Regions from separate parts of the Muntiacus reevesi genome. Here region 1 is linked to region 2. The links are chromatin contacts, called in public Hi-C maps. All regions are on one chromosome and are shown on one strand. Each heading gives the region's core, a stretch centred on a gene start, on an enhancer-like site or on the middle of the called end of the contact. The rest is flanking DNA. Distances are from core to core; before and after follow the strand shown. Region 1 holds the start of C18H17orf107 (chromosome 18 C17orf107 homolog). Region 2 holds the start of MED11 (mediator complex subunit 11).

Evidence for each region. A called contact is a pair of places that touch in the nucleus more often than the background predicts.
Region 1: a Hi-C map of blood shows a contact between it and region 2, with 2.4 times the contacts expected there. The contact joins the promoter of C18H17orf107 here to the promoter of MED11 in region 2. A contact is called at or near these places in 2 of 3 Hi-C or Micro-C datasets (blood and muscle).

Annotation. Positions count from the first base shown.
Region 1 is chr18:35,455,192-35,458,736 of mMunRee1.1, reverse strand. C18H17orf107 (chromosome 18 C17orf107 homolog) reads right to left here and starts at 2,153. Exons shown (of 3, transcript XM_065909628.1): 1 at 2,043-2,153; 2 at 1,721-1,921; 3 at 1,338-1,622. The coding sequence starts at 2,108. The coding sequence ends at 1,338. It overlaps CHRNE (cholinergic receptor nicotinic epsilon subunit), which reads left to right. Exons shown (of 12, transcript XM_065909231.1): 6 at 140-240; 7 at 619-819; 8 at 897-1,011; 9 at 2,286-2,400; 10 at 2,486-2,672; 11 at 2,757-2,863; 12 at 2,981-3,265. The coding sequence ends at 3,130.
Region 2 is chr18:35,321,801-35,325,023 of mMunRee1.1, reverse strand. MED11 (mediator complex subunit 11) reads right to left here and starts at 1,819. Exons shown (of 3, transcript XM_065909753.1): 1 at 1,598-1,819; 2 at 1,286-1,416; 3 at 1-457. The coding sequence starts at 1,682. The coding sequence ends at 320. PELP1 (proline, glutamate and leucine rich protein 1) reads left to right here and starts at 1,786. Exons shown (of 19, transcript XM_065909741.1): 1 at 1,786-2,121.

The DNA.
Region 1 (3,545 bases), core at 904-3,403, 130 kb before region 2:
GGGGTGGAAACCCAGGCTTGGAGGCGGGGCCTGGGTAATCAGGTGGAGCGTAATTCCCCTGCCAGAACCCAGCTTCCAGGGCGGGGCCTCAGGCCCGGGTCCCAACCTCTGGGTCGGGGCCCGGATCCTGGCTCCGCAGCTCCCAGACGTACAATGCCGAAGAAGTGGAGTTTGTCTTTGCGGTGGACGACGAGGGCGAGACCATCAGCAAGATCGATATCGACACTGAGGCCTATACTGGTTAGGTCCCCCTACTGCTCCGAAAAACCCGCTTCTAGACGGGTCCCGAGAGGGAACTTGCACAGTGGGGTTGCCCTGGGCCCTCGATGCTGGGACTGACTTTGACAGCCCTGCTTTAACTTGAGCCTTCCCTGAAATCATTCTTGATTGTCGGCCTCGTACTCCTTCCTCCCTTGTGGTGGTTCCGTAAGCTCCCTGGGAACGCCCTTTTCTGACTCAATTACCAGCCCACCTGCCCCACCTGCCCTCGCCCAGATAGCTTTCATTCTCTCCTCGCCTGGAGTTGCAGGACCCCCACCGTCAGATATGGGGACGGAGAGCAGAGCAGGGCGCCACATTCCCCGAGAGCCGGCTGACCGCGCCTCTCCCACCCTGCAGAGAACGGCGAGTGGGCCATCGACTTCTGCCCCGGGGTGATCCGCCGCCACAACGGTGACTCTGCGGGTGGCCCAGGGGAAACTGACGTCATCTACTCGCTCATTATTCGCCGGAAGCCGCTATTCTACGTTATTAACATCATCGTGCCCTGCGTGCTCATCTCGGGCCTGGTGCTGCTCGCCTACTTCTTGCCCGCGCAGGGTATGCGAGTCGCCCAGACCCCAAACCTGGGCCCTTCCTGGGGGGCGGGGCCTGTCCTCATCAGGCTCTCCCTCCAGCCGGCGGCCAGAAATGCACCGTTTCCATCAACGTCCTGCTCGCCCAGACCGTCTTCTTGTTCCTGATTGCCCAGAAAATCCCAGAGACATCTCTGAGCGTGCCGCTGTTGGGCAGGTGAGGGGCGGAGAGGATCCCGGCGGTGCCTACGCGGGGCGTGGATAGCGTGAAGGGCGGGGCCAGACGAGCACGGGGCGGGGCCAGGGGGGTCTCAATACAGAGGGCAGGGCCAATACCTAAGGACTCCGAGTAGCCTTAACTGTATGGTCCCCACCTGGGTTTTATTTGGACGTGGGGCGGGGCTGGGATCGTGGTGGGTTCTTCGGTCCCCCGTCCTCTGCAGTGCTGCTGGACGCCAACTTGAGGTCTCCGGAGCATCTCTGCTGGGGGTGGGCCGGCTCAGTACCACCCAGCCGGGACGCCTCTGGCCCCCAACTCTCCCCTCATCTTGAACTCACCGGTTCTTCAGGGGTTCCGAGGTCCAGCTGGCGTTGCCACTGTTGCAGGAATGAGGCGGACCCCTGCAGACCTCGTCCACACAGGCATAGCCAGGCCCCCTGGAGCAGGAGCCGGGCGCTTGCGCCTGCTGCAGCCCCCACTTGCAGAGCGCCCTGCCCCGTGGCCTGGGCTAACCGGGCCAGGGCTCCGCCCGGATCCCCAGCGTCTGGCCCCGGACCCGGGCCGCCGTCTAGTCGCCGTAGCTCCTGCTGCACCCACAGGGCTGAGATCTGTAGTGGGGATACAGAAGTTGGTGGGGATGCAGAGGTCTCTGCTCCTCAATCCACTTCCCCCACCCCCTCCTCTGTCCCCCGCCCCGGCGCCCCACCTCTAACAAAGTGGCCCCGAAGTTCACTACGCTGGCCGCGGCTTCTCTTAGCACTAGCCCCAGGGTGGGCTTCCCGGCAGGCGGGTTCTCCTGCTCTCGAGGCTCCAGGGACTTCAGTTCTCTGAACCTCTGCTCCAGATACTCATGGGCTGCGGCCGCAACGAGCTCCAGGGAAGACAGAAGCGGGGGCTGGAGGGCTACCTGGAAAGGCACAGGGGCAGTGGTGTCATCGGGACATAGGGCAGAGGTCACCGAGGGGACGCTGGAAACCTTCCCAGAGCGTCTCGAGGTGCAGCCCTTACGGGTATCCGCGTAGGCGCACCTCCGTGGAGCTGTGGAAGTGGTAGACCCACAGCAGGGTTTCCAGGGAACTGGGGGTCCCCTTCATGGTTGCCACTGGCCGTGTGAGGGCGGAGAGAAAGACTGGGCCGGAGGGCGGACCGTCTGGCCCCGCCAGGAGGAGTAGCTTCACGCGTGCGGAAAGGTGCGTTTGTGAGGTCAGAGGACCAGCGGCAGCTCTGTGGCTCAGGGGAGGCTGTGACATCACGAACTCTGGGCTCCTCAGGTACCTCATTTTCGTCATGGTGGTTGCCACACTCATTGTCATGAATTGCGTCATCGTGCTCAACGTGTCATTGCGGACGCCCACCACTCACGCCATGTCCCCGCGGCTGCGCCACGTAAGCACCCGGTGGGCGGGCTCCGGGCAGGAGGTGGGGCTTCAAGCTAACCTCGCCCCGCCCCGCCCCACCCACCCCACCCCAGGTGTTGCTGGAGCTGCTGCCCCAACTCCTGGGCTCCGGCGCGCCCCCCGAGATCCCCCGGGCTGCCTCGCCCCCAAGGCGGGCGTCATCGCTGGGCCTCCTGCTCCGCGCGGAGGAGCTGATACTGAAAAAGCCGCGGAGCGAACTCGTGTTTGAGCAGCAGAGGCACCGGCACGGAACCTGGACCGGTGAGCGGACTGGGCCGGGTGGGCCAAGGGGGGCGCCTTCAAGGGCGAGGCTCTAGATCACCCACCCCGGGTCGCCCCCACCAGCTACCCTGTGCCAGAACCTGGGCGCTGCCGCCCCCGAGATCCGCTGCTGTGTGGATGCCGTGAACTTCGTGGCTTCGAGCACGCGGGACCAGGAGGCCTCTGGCGAGGTGGGGCGGGAGCACCCAGGTGGGGTGGGGCGCTAGGGGGCCTCCACCATCCCTGACTCCTGCAAAGCTGGCTCCTGCAGCTTTTAGGGACTCAACCTGTGCCCACCCCTTCCCCAGGAGGTGTCCGACTGGGTGCGCATGGGGAAGGCCCTTGACAACATCTGCTTCTGGGCCGCTCTGGTCCTCTTCCTCATGGGCTCCAGCCTCATCTTCCTCGGGGCCTACTTCAACCGAGTGCCCCAGCTGCCTTATCCGCCGTGTATGTAGACCTGAGGCCACAGCCACACCGACAAGAATTCCCACTCATCTCCAGGAGGATATTTGAAAAACACCTTGCTACCACTGCTGCATTACTATCCTTTCCCACTGCCAACGATAAATCTGTATTCAACTTCACAAGAAGTCATGCGTGTGCACATGTGTGGGTCGAGCCACCTGGCTGGCATCAGAAAGAGCTGTAGATGGTGCAGGCAGGCTCCTGCATGTCAGCCCTCCGGAAAGCAAGAACCACTCTCACTTCAGTCTTCCTGACCTCCCAGTTTTTCTTGGGCCCCAGGCCCATGTGATCCTCTAGCCCTGTGAGCCTCTCAGAGGCTAAACAGGAGAGACCCATTTGCAAGACTTGCACATTGAGAGGCTGAAGCCAGGCACCTCTGTGGCCTGGCCAGGCTGGAGTGGGTAG
Region 2 (3,223 bases), core at 570-3,069:
ACCAAAAATGTGTCTTCCTTGGTCCAAGTCTGCGGGAAGCCTGGGGCAGGGACATGAGGAAGTGGGTTGGGTGTCTGAGTCTCCGTCGCCTGTCTGAGCTTGTCCGTACTCAGTGAAGCGCATGGCAAGAGCAATGTGCTGGAGGAGCTAGGGCACAGCTGTGCATGGGCTTGGTCTCCAAGTGCCTTCCTTCACACCTTCTGCACCCTCGTCCTCACGGCCTCTGACCAGTACGGCAGGTACAGGGCAGCCCACGCTCTCCAGGTTCTGCTCTGGGGTGTATGTGGAGCTCTCCCTCCAAGCTGTTCACTGGCTTGGCCTAGTTCTCCAGCATCTGCTCACAGGTTCGGGCCACCTCACTGAGCTTGAGGCGAGCATAGTCCACTCGCTTCAGGGCCATTTGACAGTCCTTCCTCGAAGAGTAGCTGGAGCCCTCGTGGGGCTGCCCTGTGGCCACCTACAGGACATTCAGATTGATCAATGAAGCACCCCTTCCCTCAGCCATCTCCCCAACAAGTCATCAGGTCTTTTGCCTCATTTCTTCCCTGAGTTTGAATTTGCTATGCCAGATGATTAGCTGGATTACCTAGGTCACATCACTGTACTTCTATTAACCTCCTCTGTAAAGCGGGGATGACTGTAACTACTTCCGAGAGTTGTTATGGGCTTCCCTGATGGCTCACATGGTAAAGAGTCTGCCTGCAATGCAGGAAACCCGGGGTAGGGAAGATCCCCTGGAGAATGGAATGGCTACCCACTCCAGTATTCTTGCCTAGGAAATTCCATGGACAGAGGAGCCTGGCGGGCTACAGTCCACAGGGTCACAAAGAGTCGGACACAACTGAGAGACTAACAGTTTCACTTTTCAGAGTTGTTATAGGATTAGATAATGCAGAATGTCTAGCACACTGTACAAGTTTAGTACATGGTGCTTCCTGTTGTAATAACCTCAGAACCCTTTCAGTCCTGTTCCTTTTCTCATGAAGTAGCCATCTGGGGCGCTATACACTTGAGGTCAGGTCAAATGTCTAAGGGCAAATCCTATAGCTTTCGTATTGTTTAGATGCCCTCTCCCAGGACTTTCCCACCCACTGGCTCATGTGACGCAACTCAGTGACACAAGAAACCTGTCCTGGAAGGGAGGGATGCTGCCAGGATCGACGGGCCTGCTGGGAAGGGCTGGTCTTGCTTGGCTCCGGGGACCAAAGCTCTGCCCGGTACTCTTGAAGGATAAGGCTAAGGCAGAGAGCTGGGGTGGGAGCGTAGCACGTCCCACCAAACACACCTGAGTGAGATAGCGGATCTGAGCCGACAGCTCCGCTTCCACGTGCTGCACCGACGCGGTGAAGGCCGCTGCCTGTCGGTCTAAGAGCCTCTCGTTGGTTTTTTCCTTGGACAGTTCCAAGATCACGGTACCTGCCAGAGAGGAGAGCAGGCGGGGCTATCCGGAGACTGCCAGTATAGCCCCGCCCCAGGGCCAGCCCCATCCACCCCTACACCCAGTTAGGATCCCTTCCAACCCCATTTGGGCCGCCCATGTGCAAGCGGTCACGCTTGCTCTCGCGCTCGTTACCCCTCTCGTCGTCGTATCTCGAACCTGCATTCTGAAGAATGGCTCCAATTTCTCTTTCGATGTCTTCCAGGGCGCGTAGTCGCTCGTTCGCCAAGCTGTAGGTAGCCATCGTTACCCTGGGGTTTTCTTTTGAGAAATACTACGGAAAAGCGCCCGGAAGTGACTGTCGACTTGCGCCTGCGCAGAGGGCGCACCTTAGCCAACACTACAGTTCCCAGGATGCTCAGCGTGGTCTTTCGTTTCTCGTTTTACCTGGTGAACTACAACTACCAGGGTCTCCTGCGCATGCCCTGCTGCGCGACCCCACCGCGTGACCACCTGTGGTAAGACGGAGTATCGGAAAATCTCCAGCCTAAGGCCATTCAGACCTGTCTACCTTCACAACACTGTTGTGGTCTGTTTAATTTCTTCTACAAGAATTTCTTGAGCGTCTGCGGGTGCTAGGTGATGATGGTAGGACCTCTGGGGTATTACAGACTGGACAGCCATGGACCCTCCGTCTGCCTATCCCACTCCGCCACCTATCGGGGCCCGGGGAAAACGACTTGGTGAGTGTGACATTCGCCGTAGCGCTTCCCTCTGACCCGGAGCTCCGCTAAGACACGGACTGTCAATATATTCTGAGGCGCTTGATCCTGTCAGCTGTTTCCCTCTCTGATTGCTTATTATGTGGTTGGCTCTGGGGATACAAAGGTGAGTGAGGTGGACTCTCACGTGAGGGTGGATAGGTGCTTTATTAGGGATACGCCCAGGGTGTATTTCTAGGAACAGAGACAGGATTCTAGGAGGAAATGTTAGGAGGAAATGTTGCTTGAACTGCATTTGGGGCTTAACCAGGTGGCTGAGAGGTTGGAGTGGAGAAGGGAAAGTCACAGCGATCGCGTAGTGCTGTGAGGGGCCGACACATTGGAAGTCCAGTAAGTTTGACTGGAGTGAACGCAGCGTGGTTGGTGGCTAGGTGTGACTGGGGAGATCGGAGTGGGGAGCCAGACCAGAAAATGGCTTGCAAGCTAAGGAATTTGAACTTTATTTTGAAGGCAAAATAAAGGAAAGATCTTCAGGAAAGATCAATTTTGACAGTTTAGGGAAGGTTGAGAATGAAGCCGGTTTGCCCAGGGTTAGCAATCGAGTGGAGGCTTTTAGTTAAATTTGAGGGATCTAGCATTTAACTTCACTCGTTTTCTAAATCCTATACAATAAGGGGATTTAAGAAAGGGGTCAAGGAAAGAGAGGAGTTATTAATAATAGCAAAACTTTCGATAGAAACTAGAAAAACAGAAAGTCATATGGTTAACTAAACCAGCAGTGAACCGATCTTAGAAGCAACTTGATTTACCCCTAAATCAATGGCATTACAGTGCAGCTGGGCTGTCAGTCAGTTCAGTCACTCAGTCCTGTCGAACTCTTCTACCCCATCGACTGCAGCGTGCCAGGCCTCTCTGTCCATCACCAACTCCCGGAGTTTATTCAGACTCATGTCCATTTAGTCGGTGATGCCATCCATCCATCTCATCTTCTGTCGTCCCCTTCTTCTTCTGCCTTCAATCTTTCCCAGAGTCAGGGTCTTTTCCAATGAGTCAGTTCTTCACATCAGGTGGCCAAAGTATTGGAGTTTCAGCTTCAGCATCAGTCCTTCCAATGAATATTCAG